Linked DNA regions of Danio rerio: region 1 is linked to region 2. Evidence: chromatin contacts called from public Hi-C data. All regions are on one chromosome and are shown on one strand. The core of a region is the stretch at or near the end of the contact, and the rest is flanking DNA. Distances in the headings are between cores, read along the strand shown. Region 1 holds the start of ccdc85al (coiled-coil domain containing 85A, like). Region 2 holds the start of cep170ab (centrosomal protein 170Ab).

Region 1 (5,183 bases), core at 468-2,967, 290 kb after region 2:
TTGTCCCAAATGAAATCTCAAAAATTGTGTTGTTTCAGCTCATTTTAATTAAGTAGTTTAAACTAGTTGTGTATTTGGCCCAGTTCATTAATTTGGCTAAGACTTGACCCAGATATGGTCCATGTTTGGCCCTTGTCTGATAGCCAGAATTGGTCCAGTCATGCACTGTAATTCTGATTGTGTGGGCCAAATCTGGGCCAGAGAAATTTTGCTATGTGATTAAACATTCAGAGCATTGAAATATTTGTAGCAAATGACAACTTATATTGTATGACTGATGTATTGTGAAAGATGTATGGACTATTATTATAAAACTTAAAATATCTTATCTTTTTTCTAAAAACATGTTCTTAAAGGGATAGTTCTCCCAAAAATGTCAATTCTGACATTATTTATTTATTGTTCACTTGTTCACTCAAATGTTTCTACCTCTGAACACAAAAGAAAAATTTTGAAAACCTGTAACCCTTGACTTCTATAGTATTTGTTTTTGCTACTATGGAAGTCATTGGTTAACGGTTTTCAGCTTTCTTCAAAATATATTCTTTTGTGTTCAACAGAATAAAGAAACTCATGATGGTTTGGTATGGATGCATGGTTTGAAACCACTCAAAGATGAGTAAATAGTAAGTAGATTGTAATATTTGGGTGAACTATCCCTTTAAGGTAAATAAATATGTGAAAAATCCAAATTTGCATTTTACAGACAAAAATATCAGCTGGTTTAAAAATACATTTGTGATAATGTCTTCCTAGATCATTTAGAGTAAAAATATTCTGCAACATTCAATATTAAAATTAGAAAAAGGTCACATTCATACACAACAGGTGTCTTAACACTGCAATATATAAAAAAAATAAATAAAAAAAAACGAAAATGTGGTTCTGGTATCAAAACAATGCCACTAATGTGTGTGCTTCTTGCCAAGTTTGGAAGCTTTAAATAAAAAAACAGGCACATAAGACAACAGTAGTAGGCGTTATTCCTACAGGATGAATAATGTGCACCCAAGAGCTTGTGGCGCCTCCTCGGAGAGCGCAGGTGTGCTCCAGACGCCCATGATCTCATCTGCTCACCTTCAGCCCCCGGATCTCGTTCAGATGCAGCTGCAGGCTGCGGTTCACCTCCCGAATCAGATTACTGTGATCCAGAATGACGCTCATTTTATCGGCTTCACACCTCCGGAGCCGCTGCACCAGCTCCTCTTTGCTCCATTGGAGGAGCTCTTCGTCCGTGAGGTTGGCGATGTCTTCTGCTGGACTTTCCGGCGCCTTGGATCCAGGCTGTGCTTGTGGAGAATTCTCCATTAGAAGAGGCGAGCTGCTGCTGCTGCTTCTGCTGCTGTGGTACCAGATCAAATATTAATGAGGCAGGCAGGCAGTGTCAGGAGGAGTCAGGGAGACTGAGGACGCATCGTGTAGAGATGCTCGTATCCGATGCCCTTACAGTGGGAGTCGCCTCGACTTTTCCCAAAGCAGCAACAGCTGATGAGCAGAAGGAAGGCCGGCATATAGAGCGAGTCCGCCCAATTTGTTCAGCACCGGCTCCCGTGCATAGTTCTTGTAAGTTTGGAAAAGTGACGGTGTATGATCGCCGGTGAGATGTGGGTGGGTTTAGGCGGCCCGGTGCGCTCGCCCCCGTCCGCCTCTGCGCGCTCCTGCATCCTCGTGGATATGGAGGAGAGACGGCAGCATCCTCAGCCCGAGCTCCGGAGAAATGAGCGTGACTGCAGCGAATGGGTAAATTCATTCTCTCTCTCTCTCTCTCTCTCTCTCTCTCTCTCTCTCTCTCTCTCTCTCTCTCTCTCTCTCTCTCTCTCTCTATCTCCGTTTGTGTGTGTCGTGCATGTTTGTGTGCGCGAGTGGCCGAGAGGTGATGCTGTTGTTCAAGTTCCATTTAAGTTTGTATCTAGCGCCATCTATTGACTCGTTAACACAGTCTTCTACACCAGAAAAAAATGTCTAAATACTAGGTAGGCTAATATTCATTCATTCATTCATTCATTCATTCATTCATTCATTTTCTTTTCGGCTTAGTCTCTTTATATGCAGTTTAATAAACTATTCTATTTCAAAAACACAACGCTATTTACTACAAATTACTATAGTCATTATTAGAAGTTTAGTAGTATATGATACTAGCCTTCTACAAATGAAAAAAGAGGCTTAAATACTAATATATGCAGTGTAATGAACTTTTCTATGGTTCAAAAACACTATAATAGGCTATTTACTACAAATTACCATAGTCATTTATAGAAGTTTAGAAGTATGTGATACTAGCCCAGGTGTGGGCAAACTTGATCCTGGAGTGCCAGTGCCCTGCATAGTTTAGCTCCAACCCTATTCAAACAGACGTCCATAGAGTCCATAGAATTATCATAGTCATTTTTTGATGTTTAGAACCATAAGATACTAACATTCTACAAATAAAAAAAAACGCTAACTAATATAGGCAGTATAATAAACGTTTTTGGTTCAAAAACACTATAATAATCTATTTACTACCAATTACAATACAAGTTTATTAGAAGCATAGATATAAGCTCTCTACTAATGATTTACTATCATTTACTATTTCTAAAGAAAAAAACATTACTGATATATGCAGTATAATAAACTTTTCTATGGTTTAAAAGCACTATATTTACTACAAATTAGTCAATTTTTAGAAGTTAAGAAGCATGATAGCATTCTACAAATGAAAAAAGATCCTCCTAAATATTGATATATGCAGTATAATAAACTCTTCTATTGGTTAGAACACTATAGCTATTTCCTACAAATTATCATATTAGAAGCATGTGATATTCGCCTTCTGCAAATGAAAAAAAATTTTCTTAAATACTGATATATGCAGTTTAATAAACATTTATATGGTTCAAAAACACTATAGCTTTTTACTACCAATTGCCATTGTCATTTTTCAGAAGCATATGATACTAGTGTTCTACTAATGGGGAAAAAATTCTTAAATGCTAATATATACAGTATAATAAACTTTTCTATTGTTCAAAAACACTATAGTAGCTACTTACTACAAATTGCCATAGTCATTCATAGAAGCATATAACACTAGCCTATTAAACTGCTTAAATACTAATATATTTAATAAACATTTATATGGTTTAAAACACTATAGTAGGCTATTTACTACAAATTACCGTTGTCATTTTAAAAACATATGATACTAGCTATATATCTAGTGTGTGTGTGTGTGTGTGTGTGTGTGTATATATATATATATATATATATATATATATATATATGGTATAATAAACTTTCTATTATATATACAGTATAATAAACTTTTCTATGGTTTAAAAGCAATATATTGACTACAAATTACCATAGTCGTTTTTTAGAAGTTTATATATGATACTAGCCTCCTACAAAAGAAAAAAAATACTAATATATGCAGTATATTAAACTTTTCTGTTGTTCAAAAACACTATACTAGCTATTTACTATTATGATAGCATTCTACAAATGAAAAAAGAGGCTTAAATGCTTATATATGCAGATACACGTTTCTATGATTCTAATAGTAGACTATTTATTTATCATAGTAATTTTTAGATATTTAGAAGCATAAGATACTTACATTCCACAAATAACAACTGCTTAAATACTAATATATGCAGTATAATAAACTTTTCTATGGTTCAAAAACACTATGGTAATTTACTACAAATTACCATAGTCATTTTTTAGAAGTTTAGAAGCCTGATACTAGCCTTCTACAAACGAAAAAAATACTAATATAAGTTCAAAAGCACTATTTACTACAAATTACCATAGTCTTTTAAAGAACCATGTGGGTGTGTGCTAAAATTAAGGAGTTATGAATTGGTAACAAGTCTACAGCTCTCATTAGCTATATTTTGATGTGGGCTAAATCATTTTTTTCTTCTTCTTTTTCTAGATTTTAGAGTAGGATAATTACTCATTTTTGATCCTGGATGAAACCATAAATTACAAAATACAAAACAAAATGCAGCTGTACAAAGTGTATAGGCTACAATGATCTGTAAAACTTAACATTTAAAGTCATAAATTGTTTAAAAAATTGGTTTGCAGTATTTATATACAGTATTTATAAACAAAAGTCATTTTAACTTGTTAGTCAACTGTACAGGTATGTTTTTATTATTTACATTAATACATTATAATATTATTTGTTATAATATAATTAGGCCTGATAATATTCATTCATTCATTCATTTTCTTCTCGGCTTAGTCCATTTATTAATCCGGGGTTGTCACAGCAGAATGAACCGCCAACTTATCCAGCAAGTTTTTACCCTTTCAGCCGCAACCCATCTCTGGGAAACATCCACACACACATTCACACACACACTCATACACTACGGACAATTTAGCCCGCCCAATTCACCTGTACCGCATGTCTTTGGACTGTGGGGGAAACCGGAGCACCCAGAGGAAACCCTCTCCTAAGGCAGGGAGAACATGCAAACTCCAGCCTGATAATTTAATATAATATAATATAATATAATATAATATAATATAATATAATATAATATAATATAATATAATATAATATAATATAATATAATATAATATGATGGGTTGCGGCAGGAAGGGCATTCACTGCGTAAAACATATGCTGGATAAGTTGTCGGTTCGTGCCACTGTGGCGACCCATTAATAAAGGGACTAAGCCGAAAAGAAAATGAAGGAATGAATAATATAATATAATATAATATAATATAATATAATATAATATAATATAATATAATATAATAATCAGTAATAAAATACGTTGCTATTTAACAAACAACTGTTGCTATTCAAAACATTGTTTTGCTCTTTGCCTGAAAGTATGTGAAAAATTCGAGCTTACAGGTGTTTACGCAGAACACATTTGCATCAAACGCTGCAAGATTGGAAACCTACGCATGCACGCACAGAAATTCAACCCTGCGGAGGAACGTTCTCGTGACGCCAGACGTAGGCGTCCAATCGCGGCGCTCCGAGTGTTGTAGTAACACGTCACACTTGTGAGCTTCAGGAACCGGCCGGGGGCGAATCCTGCTCGACGAAGTCATTTTCACTTTTCCATGGTGGTGTGATTATTATATATCATTTATTACAGTTCGGATCAAAAGCCTCATCGATTAAAAAGGTACGTCTATCGCTTTGTCTAGGGAAGTAACTGGGGC
Region 2 (5,040 bases), core at 1,474-3,973:
AAAAGCAATCCAGAAAAAGAAAAGCCCACGTGGCAGCCTGATTTTTACCCCGTTTTCAGATTTTATCACGTTCTCACCCTGCTTTTTACTTTTTTATTTTATTTTTTGGCTCTAAAGCCGTCCACATGGAGGTAAGTGGTCAGCTGATAAGCGTGAAAAGGAACGTGTCTTACTGCCCCGTAGCATTTTAAAGACGGAATGCAGCCATATGTTCTCTTGGCTACTTAATTTGTGATCTCCAGAAATGTATATAGAGGTACGTTTTGAGATTGAGCCTATGTTGGTTTTCTGTATTTTTTCAGAAATAAAGTGATTCTGCTGTGAGTCTGTTGTAGTAGACTGTGCTTATTTCACTATTCTGATAAGAAGCCTGCTACAGTGTAAGTCAACTTTAAAGTACCAACACTTCTGCTATGTGTGTGTTCAAATGACTATGCGTCACGTCTGGTCATCTTCTCTCCAAATAGCCTTCTGGATGACCTGCTTTGTCTGACCTCTGCCTGCTGTCGCCTAAATAATCGTGAAGATATACTTCAGTTATTGCGTCTATGTGGTGAGATTGCTTACGTTTATCTATGTTTCGACCAAGCAGGATCTTCCTACCTAGACTTATGACGTAGTCAGTGACCTTCTAGAGTGTAATTGTTGTTGATTTCAGACTGTACTCTTTGCGAGTGTTGAAGCTGATGAAACGGCAAACTATTTTCTTCATTAAATGTAGCTTTATTTAATTGTGACTCTTGGAATTTGTTCATCAGACCAATTTCTTTGGTTTAACTGGGTTCTTGGAGCTTTGTGTGATAACAGTTGAACTGCTGAGTGCGTTGACAATGTTTTTGGTTTCTCTTCTGGACTTTGAACGTGTCAGGACCGTTGCTGTACATGGAGGATCAGAAATCTCTCATATTTCATCTATAATATCTATGCGCTCAGAAGATGAGCAAAGATCTCAGGGTTCGGAACGACCAGAGGGTGAGTAATTAATAACAGAATTTTCTTTTCTTTTTTTGGGGGGTGAACTAAGCCTTTAATTATCATCTGACATAGCTTACATGCTAGCTAGTTTGAAATACTACTTCAGTTAAAGTTTTGAAGATATTCTATATTAACTTAATTTAGAACCAGGGTAAATACCTACTTTTGGAAATATACCTGTGATTGATTGATTGATTGATTGACAGATCGATTGATTAATCGGCTGATTGATTCCCAGCAGGTACACAACATCATAAGAAGTTAATATTAGGTTAGATTTAGATCATGACGTTAGGTGACCAAACTTCAATGTCTAGTCAGGGTCTAAGGACAACGTTACTTTGACGTCCAATAACGACGTCAAATTACATTGATATTTGGTTAATTTTAGATTGTGTTGGAAAGTGACCAAAATTCAACATCTGATTAGATGTCATAGTGGTAACGTCCACACAATGTCAAGGTGTAACATGCTAGACATTGATATTTGGTTGATTTTAGGTTAGACATTACGTTGGGTTCTGATGTCAATCTGATTTTCATTTCCAAACAAAATCCAACATCCCCACGAAGTTGTTGACATCCTGTGCCTTAACATAATTCTTGTTCAGCTCTGTACTAAATGAGGCTATACTTTATTTTAGCCAGCTCTTTGATTCTGAATTTTAACAGTACATTCTCAGAAAGAAAGGTAGGAGAGCTGTCACTAGGGTGGTACCTTTTCAAAAGGTACACATTTGCACTTAAAAAGTCCATATTATTACATCAGGGATATATATTAGTACCTAAAATGTACAAAATTGTACCTCCTAAATGCTTTAGGTACTAATATATACTTTTGAGGTACCAATATAGATCATTTAAGTACAAATGTGTACCTATTGAAAAGGTACCACCAGCTCTCCTTTATTTCTGAGAGTGTACAGAAAGAGACTCAGAATGACAGAAGCAAAATCCACAAGAAAGGCAATAAATATCAGGGATCCTGACAAGAACATGATGCATAAATTATATCAATAAGCAATGCATTTACAAACGTCGATCGACCAAATTCACGTCGATATAACGCGAGATGTTCCGATCTCATTTAATGCAAAATTCCATTCGTATATAAGCTTCATTTACGGCTAATTTTCTTTTAGGTAAATGTAGCATGTTTTTTTTTATCTGAGCTGGAATATTTAGGTTATAATCACACATGCTGAGTGAATATGCATCATCATCATCATCATCATCTAAGCAACGCATCATTTGCGTGTGAGCGGAGCGTCAGTCTCCGCCTCTGCCTTCAAGCACTGGCCTTGTTCTTCACCGGTAATGACAGATCTGATGTTTATTCTGAGAGACAGTCGCTCACTCTACACCCTTCGCATATTCTGATAGCTGTTTTAAAGGCATAACGATGCGCATTTACTCACAGTACGCAATATTTTGCTCAAGAGGAGAAAACCTGAAAATCGACGCATACAAAGGCCTAAATATTTTTCTAATAACCGTGCTTCTGTTTTCATCACGTATCATGCCCTGTCACAGACCTCCAGTCCGTAATAGGCCGGATCGGTAGCATGTAGAGCTCATGACAGCTAATTACCAATTTCCATCAAGCGAAATGTTTGCTGCTAAAATTAAAAACGAGTCAAAATCTGTCTGTTTTTGTGAAAATAGGACGCATCACTTACCTAATAAATCCCAGTATGTTTATTCCATAAATGACATCCGTGCGCTCTTGTGCTCGGAGCGGCGCGCTCTGCCCAGCCCAGTCTGAGGTGCAGCTGCGCGTCTTGACGCACGGTGGCGCTGCGGTGTCAAGAAAGAACAAGATGACAAGCGCTCCCTGTGGTCAGCAGCATTATTTTTATCACATGCTTGCGCTAATTTGTATCTAATTTACAGATTTATTAATTTATCTAATTTATTTTATTTATTTTATTTATTTTATTTATTTTATTTTATAAATATAGTTTGCAACCACTTACCTTTAAAAAATTAAACAAATCCAATGAATCATTTTTTCAGTGTAGCCTATTCTTACTCCTAAATGCTGAATAAATGTAAATTAATATGTCTTGAATGTTTATTTGGTTATAAGCCCTATATCGATGAAGCAGTTCATCCAAAGGCTTAATCTTTTACTCACTCGGGTGTTTCCAAATCTTTACAAATTTCTTTCTTCAGTTGAACACCGAAGAAGATATTCTGAAGAACGCTGGAAATCTGTAACTATTGACATCCAAAGCAGGAAAAACTAATATTATTGATGTCAATGGATATCAGTGTCTTTTGTGTTCGAACAGATGAAACAGAAAAAGTGAAGGGTAAGTATGACAGACTTTTTAAACTATCCTTTTTCATGTAACTATAATCAGGATTTCTGTAAACCCCAGCTGTTGGCCACCTATTAAATGAACAACATGATAGTACACTGAACACTAGATGGCGAAGTTGTACGTGACAGTCGAGATTTCCCCCCCAAAGAACTGTCAACAATAAACCTTTTCAATATCGGAATGCATGCATATTTATATTTATATATTGTTCACATGCTTGGTCATAAGTTCAGGGAAAAAGCAGATTTTTTTGTTTGTTTTGTTTATCACTGTGTATTTTATTCCTATATGGGACATTTTTTTCAGCATCAATCTTTATTTATTTGATTTGTCATGGATTATTGCATTTTATTTATTAATTACGTATTTATTAATTAATTTATTTAGTTAGTTAGTGTTTGTAACTTTAAGGTTTTATGTTGACATCTGCATGTAATGGTAATTAATTTTCCTAACACTCTAAGCCTGTATAAGTTGAGTTTATTTAAAAAATAAGAGGAAACTAGTTGCCCTAAAAATTTTAAATAATATATACTTAAAAACTTGAGGGAGCTCTACTTAAAAGATAAGAGTTGTTCTAATATGTATTATAAGTTATATGCACTTAATGATTTTAAGTAGTGTCAGTTTACTCCACTCATCTTTTTAAGAGCATTAAAATAAACACAGAGTTGTTTTATTTAAATTTCCTTTCAAAGTACAGCAAAACAATGTAAATGCTACGCAATACAACTTAAAAATCAGTTTGTCTACTTTTCTCTTAAGTGCATCTACTCAAACAAGATCGAATAACATTGACCCCCAGTTTTAAATGCTCACAAAATATGTTGTTAGGATTCTGTCCTCTTTATGTCCGTTTATGTTGTTTGTTAATAGGTTACATTACTTGATCATGCCTGCTTAGCACTAGTCTGGAATTTCTGACTTCAAAAAAATATCATGATCCAAAATGCAGTTTGAGTTTTCTGATTAGCATGCTAATTAAACAACCCCATTTGAGTAAGTTTTACCCCAGTGTTTTAGTGTCCAGTGGCAACTTTTCTATTAAAAATAATGTTTATGTATTGACATTTGCAATAATAATAATAATAATAATAATAATAATAATAATAATAACAACCCATTTTTAAAATAGCGTTAACCTGTTATTAGAGTAAATATAATAAATTTTGAGTAGGAAAAAACACACACAGTTGAAGTCAGAATCATTACCCCCCTTTGATTTTTTTTCTTTTTTAAATATTTCCCAATTTATGTTTGACAGAGCAAGGACATTTTCACAGTATGTCTGATAATAAGAAAATCTTATTTTTTTATTTCGACGAGAATAAAAGCAGTTTTTAATTTTTTAAACAGTATTTTAAGGACAAAATTGTTAGCCCCTATAGGCTATTTTTTTCCAATAGTCTAAAGAACAAACCATTTTAACTTGCCTAATTACCCTAACCTGCCTAGTCAACCTAATTAACCTAGTTAAGCCTTTAAATGTCACTTTAAGCTCCAAAGAAGAGTCTTAAAAAATATCTAGTCAAATATTATTTACTGTCATCATGCCAAAGGTAAAGTAAATCAGTTATTAGAGATGAGTTATTAAAACTATTTTAATTAGAAATGTGTTTAAAAAAAAACTTCAGAGGGTCTAGTAATTGAGGTGGGCTTATAATTCTGACTTTAACTGTATTTGCTGGCTTAAAATGAAGAACCCAACTACTTTGATTAATTTACCCCTAATGCAATC

The links. Hi-C and Micro-C count contacts between places; a contact is called where the count stands out from the background.
Region 1: a Hi-C map of hematopoietic stem cells shows a contact between it and region 2, with 3 times the contacts expected there. The contact joins the promoter of ccdc85al here to the promoter of cep170ab in region 2. A contact is called at or near these places in 4 of 18 Hi-C or Micro-C datasets (embryo, fibroblasts, hematopoietic stem cells and 1 more) and 1 of 4 datasets of contacts at active chromatin or transcription factors (embryo).

Annotation. Positions count from the first base shown.
Region 1 is chr6:7,710,958-7,716,140 of GRCz12tu, forward strand. It overlaps ccdc85al (coiled-coil domain containing 85A, like), which reads right to left and starts at 1,718. Exons shown (of 6, transcript NM_001004570.1): 1 at 1,625-1,718; 2 at 1,078-1,506. The coding sequence starts at 1,308. It overlaps sec23b (SEC23 homolog B, coat complex II component), which reads left to right and starts at 5,068. Exons shown (of 19, transcript NM_199777.1): 1 at 5,068-5,146.
Region 2 is chr6:7,421,847-7,426,886 of GRCz12tu, forward strand. It overlaps cep170ab (centrosomal protein 170Ab), which reads right to left and starts at 2,724. Exons shown (of 19, transcript XM_073953595.1): 1 at 2,655-2,724.